2 separate regions of the Danio rerio genome follow, and region 1 is linked to region 2. Evidence: chromatin contacts called from public HiChIP or PLAC-seq data. All regions are on one chromosome and are shown on one strand. Each heading gives the region's core, a stretch centred on a gene start, on an enhancer-like site or on the middle of the called end of the contact. The rest is flanking DNA. Distances are from core to core; before and after follow the strand shown. Region 1 holds the start of crebrf (creb3 regulatory factor). Region 2 holds the start of bnip1b (BCL2 interacting protein 1b).

Region 1 (5,127 bases), core at 2,127-4,626, 42 kb after region 2:
CAAAACTTATAAAAATTGAGCTGTGAATTTATGCAAGAACATTCATGTATTAATGTTGTTGTTTTTTTAACTGCTAATGTGTAAACCGCCTGTAAAAAACTTAAAATTATTATTAAAGATGTGTGGATATTTTTAATTTTGTAATATTTATTGCGAGATGAATACAATTTAACTAGACATGTGGAATAACTATTTATAATTTTGGATCGACTGGGATATTCTGCAAGGGAGTCGTCTGCATAAAATATAATTAAAAAAAATGAGCCTAAATAAATAAATAAGTAAAAAAAATACTACTTGCTTTTTGGTAAAACATAATTGCTTATCTATTTAAAATTTATTTATGTACTATTCAAAAATTAAATAAATTAATCTTTCAATGCTTACTCTCTAAATAACATGAGGCTGAATAAATTATACATTTATATTAAAAGCTTGTTTGGGGAAAAACATAATTGCTTACCAATTCAAAATGATTTAGGTACTATTAAGACAATAAATTATAATGTACATTCGAGCAACATTTCAATGCAGACCCTCTGTATAACACGAGAAGCTGAATAAATAATGAAATTAAATTAAGAAAAGCTTGTTTTGGGTAAAACATAATTGCTTTCCAATTATAAAATTTGTTATGTACCACTTAGACAAGAAATAATAATGTACATTCAGGCAACATTTCAATGCCGACCCTCTGAATAACAAGAGAGCCTGAATAAATAATTAAATTAAATGAAGAAAAGCTTGTTTTGGGTAAAACATAATTGCTTACTTATTAAAAAACAATGCAGGTACTACTTGGAAGATAAATAATAATGTACATTCAAGCAACAATTCAATCCCGACCCTCTAAATAACATGAAAAGCTGAATAAATAATTAAATTAAATTAAGAAAAGCTTGTTTGGGGTAAAGCATAATTGCTTACCTATTGAAAAATGATTTATGTACTATTGAGGCAATAAATAATACGGTACATTCAAGCAACATTTCAATGCTGACCCTCTGAATAACATCAGCCTGAATAAATAATACATTTAAAATTAAAATAAAGCTTGTTTTGGGTAAAACATAATTGCTTAACAATTGAAAAATTTGTTATGTACAACTTAGACAAGAAATAATAATGTACACTCAGGCAACATTTCAATACCGACCCTCTGAATAACAAGAGAAGCTGAAAAAATAATTAAATTAAATTAAGAAAAGCTTAATTTGGGGAAAACATAATTGCTTACCTATTGGAAAAACAATGCAGGTACTACTTAGAAGATAAATAATAATGTACATTTAAGCAACAATTTAATCCCGACCCTCTAAACAACATGAGAAGCTGAATAAATAATGAAATTAAATTACGAAAAGCTTGTTTGGGGTAAAACATAATTGCTTACCTATTGAAAAATGATTTATGTACTATTAAGACAATAAATAACACGGTACATTCAAGCAACATTTCAATGCTGACCCTCTGAATAACATCAGCCTGAATAAATAATTAAATTAAATTAAGAAAAGCTTGTACTTATGTACTATTCAAAAAAATATGGTACATTCAAGCAAAAATTCTATGCCATTGCAATATCAAGAAAATAAAAGTGAAATGCCACCAACTCATCTACTATAAATAGACTTACTCTACTATCTGCATGAACTGTCAATCAAACTGTTATGACATTCATCTCAAACATCACTGCTTGCACACTTCTCTCTCTCTCTTCATCATATACCACGTGTTCATACCAAACAAATGAGCATACAGTAAGCTCAAGCAGATGTAATGCAATCCCTTCTATAGGTGACCAATGTTTACATAAAGGCAGATGACTGACCTACATGCGCATGCGCTAAGACTGCATTTAACAGACACATGATGAAACGTACATTAACGAATAGCGTGCCTTGAATATTATGGCCGAGATCATATTTTATTCTGACCTACTAACACTTGACAACATTCTGAACCCAACATGGCCCCCTTCAAAAACAAATCGCGTCAACCTAATCCGCAGCGATCCTGCGCCAACGCCCACGCTTAGCGGCTTTCTGATTGGCTGTATGCAAATACACAGCCCGCCTCCGCGTATATACGACAGAAAGGCTCGCTGTCGATCATGAGCAATTGCGCATAAACGCCCCGCCCCATAGCGCTCGGTTGAGTCAACAAGCAACAAACAATATTGCGGGCCTCCCCACGTTACGTAAACAGATGGAATGCAAAGCGTTATTCCCGCATAAAGTTAGCTCACAGACAAATTATGAACTCATCAAGTAGCTAAGTTAATGAGCATTATCCTACGATAAAAACGAGCAGTTCAAACGCATCTGAAATATATATTTCAAGATATTTAGGTGCACAAACAAAACATATTAAACTCATTTAGCATAGTTAAGAGTATTCCAAAGCATTGCTGATATCAGGGAAACTATCGTGTTTCGATTTCACTTTGCATCGTGCAGATGGGGGGCGTGTACCCTTATAGACATGTCGGGTTGATCATCTATAAACACACAAGTCTACAAATCACCCATCAACTCGAGTGATCAATCAATTCACCATAGCCTAGCATTGCTTTTAATTCCATTTATCAGGCGTTTTCAACTTTTAAACAACTAATCTGTGTGTAATTGTGTCAATTCAATCAGTAGCATGTTTATTGTGATAATGTACGGCTTGACAGACTCGTCCATGGAGATTCACAACACACACAAACACTCCAGCCTAACTAACCTCCAATAAATACACACTGATTTCACTATTGTGAAAGTGCAGTATCCAAATACGCATTAAGCACGTCTAATTTAGATGATCAGCACATCAATTCAGATTTGAATATGAGGTGTGGGTGTGTCAACTCAAATGTGAGCTGCATTGCTGGTGTCCTCCAGGACTAGACTCGGGGAGTAATGTTCTAGAAGTTCTTGTGTAACTGAAAGCTAACAAGCAACATCTTCTGCCCTTACTCAGCGCCAGCTAAGCAACCGCCGGGGGAAAATATTGATCTGAAAGGACAAACGGGCACCTCAGGATGACAGACCACACATATTATCCCACAACCAGTGAGGTAAACAAATGAAAACTGGTTAGAGTTTAAAAAGGAACTGGAGCGCTGCTTTCACACTATGGCCTCCGTGTCCCTCCCCTCTGCTAGCGAAACTTAGCCCGAGAGCTAGCTACAAGAAGCAATGTTTTGATCATCCTCAAACAACTGTCCACACACGCTTCACAGCGCTGTCATAGTCAAAAAGGTGACTCACCTTCAAGCTACCCACGCACTAGCGAAAATAGGTGGTAACTCCAATTTTACTCGTCTTTAGGAAAACTTAATGTCATTTCTTCTCAATCCACGCCGTCTTCCTCTCTGGTTTGTTTTGTTTATCTTCTTCCTGACGGGTTCCTGGAAAGCGCGTGACTGCCTCGTCACGTGCTTCTGCACTGGCCAATCACGGCGAGCGCTCTTTCATCAGAAAAACAAGTCATTTAAATATCTTTGTGCAGAGCTTTCATACACTACTTAACGGTGATTATATTATATTATATTATATTATATTATATTATATTATATTATATTATATTATATTATATTATATTATATTATATTATATTATATTATATTATATTAACCACAGGCAGAAATTAAAATATTTTTTGTAATCTTTGATGTGCAGTTGTATGAATTTCTTTTGATAACGTTTTTCTTTTTCTTGGATTTGGTTGTGAGGGAAAGACAGCCAGCAGCACAAGTGTTCTGAATAGATGGGAACTTCTCCAGGAATGTTGGAACAGCATCTCAGGATGTTCTTCAAGTAGTTTAAGTGAATGCCCAGAGAGGTTAGAGCTGGGATCTACATAGAGTCTGTCTGTCTACCTTTCTATCCTGTCTGTCTGTCTGTCTGTCTGTCTCTCTCTCTCTCTCTCTCTCTCTCTCTATCTATCTATCTATCTGTCTGTCTGTCTGTCTGTCTGTCTTGCCGGTTTATCTGTTTATCCTGTCTGTCTGTCTGTCTGTCTGTCTGTCTGTCTGTCTATCTGTATGTATGTATGTCTGTCTGTCTGTCTATCTTGCCGGTTTATCTGTTTATCCTGTCTGTCTGTCTGTTTACCTATATATCCTGTCGGTTTATCTGTTTATCCTGTCTGTCTGTTTATCTATCTATCATGACTGTTTGTCTGTCTGTCTGTCTGTCTGTCTGTCTGTCTGTCTGTCTGTCTATCTATCTATCTTTCTGTCTGTCTGTCTGTCTAGCTATCTGGTCAGTTTATCTGTTTATCCTGTCTGTTTCTCTGTCTATCCATTATGTCTGTCTGTCTATCTATCTTGTCGGTTTATCTGTTTATCCTGCCTGTCTTTTTATCTATCGATCAAGTCTGTCTCTCTATTTGTCCGTCCGTCTGTCTTTCCATCCATCATCATGTATCTATCTATCTATCTATCTATCTATCTATCTATCTATCTATCTATCTATCTATCTATCTATCTATCTATCTATCTATCTATCTATCTATCTATCTATCTATCTATCTATCTATCTATCCATCCCGTCTGTCTCTTTGTCTTGTCGGTTTATGAGTTCATTCAGTCTGTCTGTCTGTCTACCTTCCCTGTCTGTCTATCTATCTTGTCGGTTTAGCTATCTATCCTGTCTGACTATCTATCTTGTCAGTTTATCTGTTTATCCTGTCTGTCTAACTGCTTATCTATCCATCCCGTCTGTCTGTCTGTCTTGTTGGTTTATCTGTTTATTCAGTCTGTCTTGTCTGTCTACCTATCCTGTCTGTCTATCTATCTTGTAGGTTTATATATTTATCCTGTCTGTCTGACTGTCGTCTGTCCATCCATCCATCCATCCATCCATCCATCCATTTGTCTATCCTGTCTACCTACCTACCTGTCTGTCTGTCTGTCCTCTCTGTCCATCTATCCATCTCATCTATCCATATCTCTATCTGTCTATCCTGTCTGTCTGTCTTTCTATCTAGCTTTGAAGTATTACAAAGGAAGTCATATGCAATGTCTTGAGAATGTTTTTGGTTCTTTTCTGGACTTTGAATATCTCAGGACTGTTGCTATCATCTATGGAGGATGAGAGAGCTCTTGGATCTTCATCTAAGGGTGCACTTGCAATC
Region 2 (4,832 bases), core at 337-2,836:
ACAGACATCCGTTAGCCTAATTAATTTCGTTTGTTAAGCGCAAAGATTCGTTTCAAAACTATTTCTAAACTCAGTTCTAATTTCCAGCAAACAAATAAATGAAGAACAATACCGAAGTGTGGTCATAAAGTTTTTCCAAATACACATGCTGCGCCCCTATGCTCTAAAACCTGACAACTGGGCAAATCTAAGCTTGTTTTTAATAAAACAAATATAGATATGCATATAATAATTAATACTGCCAATAATAATAACATTATACAAAAGCAGATTGTCATGAATAAACTGACAAAGTTTTTTTTTTTTTGTCTGAATAAGAAAAAAAAACTTTTTTCCCCTTTAAACACAATCTATTTTATTCTGAGAAAAATGTAAAATATTTTAAAAACAGTAAACATGTCAGGCTAAATAATTCAGATGAATCGCAGATTTCTTTCCAATTAAGAACGGCATCCTTGGATATTTTTTCTGCTAGAGATACTGCTGTCATAAAACAAAAATCTTACATAAATTGTAGAAACTGTATAGCAGAAAGTCTTGGTAGTTTTAAAACCTTGACTTTTCCAAACCACTGTATGCCTTGAAAACAGTTAGCGTTCCATGCCTATTAGATACATCATCATTTTAGCTTATGATGTATTGTTTAATAAAAATGATTAAAATCTCTACAAAACTTGATATAATCTAGCTGTAATCACACTAGCATTATTATAAAAATTAGCATTGAGGTAAAGTTGGTTTTATGTTCGCACATTTGATCAGTGACGACCAATGAAACTCTCCCTGTTTACCATGGTACCTTTTGAGTATTCCGTCTGATATCCCATGTAAGTATGACTTCAAAACAATATTAGCACTATTTAATTGACTGTGAACAATGTTATACTTTGATAGTCAGTGGCTGCTAATATGATTTCACTATTTAGAATTTGCAAACAATACTTTTCTGAGGGGAAATGTCGGAATGTGTGAATATAAGACCGCCTTAACCTCAATGAAATTAGCACGATAATAACAGAAATTATCAAGACTTTCCTTAAGCAAACGCATTATTAAATATTAAAATTATACATTTTTATTTAATATACATCAATTACACATCATTTACAAGAAAATCATTATTTCTATTTGTTTTAATTTTTACTTTATTTACAGAAAACCAATAGAGATTAAAACAACACGTAGATTCTAGATTCTTCTCAATTCGTGTGTTGTGAAATGACAAATGTACCTGAATTCTCTGTCTTAAGAGACTGAACTTCTCCTTGACTGTTGAATTTAGCTCCATCAGCACCGCCTGTGGCCCACAGCACTCTCTTATATCCTGACACGACCCAAAAAACACACATTTATAAAGAAGAATTGACATTTGGGTTTCGTGTTGACAATTACACACACACCAGCGAATACGGCCAAATATTTGTCTTACTATCTGTCAATGTATATATCAGTAATGCCATTATTAATGTTAATTTCAAGAATGTCGTCTACCTGAATTATAGCTTTGATTTCCAGGTCGTATTTGATAATCTCTTGGCCACATATTCGGACATGTACATCAGAGGAAGACGCCATGTTTGTTGTCATACGGTACGACAGAAGGTCCAAACGCTATAGTAGCGCCTTTTTAGATGCGCTCTCAAAACTGATCTGGGTACAATTTTTTTTTGTCTTATTTTGTTGTAGCATAGAAATATAGAAAGCTCACGAGGCTAAACATGTTTACTTCAATGATTTATATAATTTTCGTCAAATAAAATATTGCATACACTCTAAAAAAAAAAAAAAAAAAAAACAGCTTAAACTAGCCTAGGCTGGTTGGCTGGTTTTAGCTGGTTAACCAGACTGGTTTTAGAGGGGTTTGGGCCATTTCCAGGCTGGTTTCCAGCCATTTTCAGCCTGGACCAGCTTGACCAGCCTAGCCAAGCTAGGAGCCCAGCCAAAACCAGCTATGTCCAGCTTAACCAGGCTGGTCAAGCTGGTTTTAGCTGGTCATTTTCCAGACAGACCAGCTAAGACCAGGATGGAAATGGCCAAAACCCCTCTAAAACCAGGCTGGTCAACCAGCTAAAACCGGTCAACCAGCCTAGGCAGGTTTAAGCTGGATTTTTCAGCAGGGCTGTAACTGAGGTAAAGTTTGTTTTATATCCACACATTCAGACTTTCTCCCTAATAATATATTTTCAGAAAAGTATTCTTCGTAAATTCTAAATAGTGAAATCATATCTTAGCAGATATGCTAAATCTTAGCAGCCACATCATCGTTCATGGTCAAATAAATAGTGCTAATGTTGTTTTCAAGTCATTCTTACATGTGATTTTAGAGCGAATATTCAAAGTACCATAGTAAACAATAATGGGAGTATGTCACAAGTTGTCACTGAAAGGTCAACATTACCTCAGTAAGTCTTCCTGCTCTTTTGATACACTCCAAGTCTTTTAATGTCACCAAATCTTTGTTATGAAAATGGCTGATTAGATTATTGATATATATAAAAGGGCTGTAACATCATTGAAGAGATAGAGGTAAAGTTGGCCTTATATTCGGATATTCAGACATTCTCCCTAATAATATGATTTGAGAAAGTATTCTGTCCAAATTTTAAATAGGGAAATCACATTAGCAGTCAATGATTATCAAAGTACAACCATGTTTACAGTCAGTTAGATAGTGCTAATGTTGTTTTAAAGTCATACTTGCATGCTAATTCTGACCGAATATTCAAATTAGGGTGGTAAACAATATAGAGACAGTTAAATGAACGAATGTGCGAATATAAACCCAACTTTACCTTAATGTTAAAGTGGTGTAAAGCAAGATAAAAATGTTTGATTATTATAAAATTAAGATTTTATTTTTTTACCTTTCCTCAAATAAAATCTGTACATTAACTAAAAGATATATTAAAACACACAATAAAAAATAAATTTACTCAGCTGTAATGTACACCCACTGGCCACTTTATTAGGTACACCTGTCCAACTGCTCGTTAATGCAAATTTCTAATAAGTATGACAGCACCTCAGTGCATTTAGGCATGTAGACATGGTCAAGACGATCTGCTGCAGTTCAAACCGAGCATCAGAATGGGGAAGAAAGGTGATTTAAGTGACTTTGAATGTGGCATGGTTGTTGGTGCCAGACGGGCTGGTCTGAGTGTTTCAGAAACTGCTAATCTACGGGGATCTTCACGCACAACCATCTCTAGGGTTTAAAGAGATGGTCCAAAAAAAAAGAGAAAAAATCCAGTGAGCGGCAGTTCTGTGGGCGCAAATGCCTTGTTGATGCCAGAGATCAGAGGAGAATGGCCAGACTGGTTCCAGCTGATAGAGAGGCAACAGTAACTCAAATAACCACTTGTTACAACTGAGGTCTGCAGAAGAGCGTCTCTGAACGCACAACATGTCCAACCTTGAGACGGATGGGCTACAGCAGCTGAAGACCACAGAGAGCGCCACTGCTGTCAGCTAAGAACAGGAAACTGAGGCTACAATTGGCACATTCTCACCAAAATTGGACAATAGAAGACTGGAAATATGTTGCCTGGTCTGATGAGTCTCAATTTCTGCTGCAACGTTTGGATGGTAGGGTCAGAATTGGGCATCAACAGCATGAAAGCATGGATCCATCCTGCATTGTAGCATCGGTTCAGGCTGGTGGTGGTGGTGTGTTCGTGTGCAGCAACTGTGTGATGCTATCATGTCAATATGAACCAAAATCCTTGAGGAATATTTCCAGTATCTTGATGAATCTATGCCACAAAGGATTAAGGTGGTTCTAAATGCGAAAGCAGGTCCAACCCGGTTCCAGTAAGGTTTACCTAATAAACAAGCGGGTCTATGTATATTATTTGCTCTATCAGGAAACTAGAATTGCACTATTTATAATAAGTTCTTACATGCAAACAACTGTAAAAAAGGAAAGCACAACACCACAGCTGTTCAGAGAATAATAAGGGAAAGTTTCTGGTTTCATTTTGACTGAGAAATTTGCTGATTTGCTGCCAGAAGTCAAAGGCGTCCAAAAACAGAGCGAGAAAGAGAGAAATAATAGGAGGAAGAGAAAGGAGGAACAGAATAAAGCAGTCGAGTCTCAAGTGAAAGTCAAGCGAAAACAGTTATTAAGGTGATAAAAAACACAAGACAGATGAAATGCTGCAGTTCTAATGTTTATTTCTGATAGTAAAATCAATAATAATTAGACTATCATGGTTACAAGCAGAATTGTGGTACCAACTCCGGGCTGATACAATGCAGTGACATAATTAAGGATAATAAAAATAAAAAAATGAAAAGAAATCCAATAAAGAAGAGGCACAATAACACAGACACATTTTGAAGGTCAATCACAACTGCTTTTAAGCCTACTTCACATCTGTACACTAACAAGGCTCAATAAACCAAGCTGTTCTCCAACTAGTTGTGCCAATGGAAAAGAAACATTAAAAAAAAAACACACACACAAAAAAAAGAAATAAAATGTCCAAAGTATGTCAAAAACCCAGCACAACACTGAAACATAAATAGAACAACTGCCAAGATATTGTATTTGAACAGGCATATATGTGAACTACAAATATAGACGTCGCTAATAGGATCAAGTAACTGTTAGTTTCAGTAGGATACACTTCTGCAGAGATTTGCTTAAGAATATCACCAAGAGATCTATGACAGAGCACTTAGCAATGAAATACAGCCTTCCTACTGTGACTACAACAAAATTGCAAAAAATAAAAAAAAAAGGGGAGGTTTTACACTTGGGGATTTTACACACACACATTACTAGCTACTTAAGGATCCCATGCTAAATTATCAAGTAGAATACCATACAA

What was found. HiChIP or PLAC-seq counts read pairs in DNA pulled down with a chosen protein or histone mark.
Region 1: a contact with region 2 is called in an H3K4me3 HiChIP or PLAC-seq map of gastrula embryo, with 2.7 times the contacts expected there. The contact joins the promoter of crebrf here to the promoter of bnip1b in region 2. A contact is called at or near these places in 1 of 18 Hi-C or Micro-C datasets (an unstated tissue) and 2 of 4 datasets of contacts at active chromatin or transcription factors (embryo and gastrula embryo).

What each region holds. Positions count from the first base shown.
Region 1 is chr21:45,252,345-45,257,471 of GRCz12tu, forward strand. It overlaps crebrf (creb3 regulatory factor), which reads right to left and starts at 3,377. Exons shown (of 9, transcript XM_005170286.6): 1 at 3,258-3,377. LOC141379917 (a long non-coding RNA gene) reads left to right here and starts at 2,858. Exons shown (of 4, transcript XR_012396939.1): 1 at 2,858-3,064.
Region 2 is chr21:45,212,487-45,217,318 of GRCz12tu, forward strand. bnip1b (BCL2 interacting protein 1b) reads right to left here and starts at 1,587. Exons shown (of 6, transcript XM_001333689.10): 1 at 1,492-1,587; 2 at 1,232-1,324. The coding sequence starts at 1,587.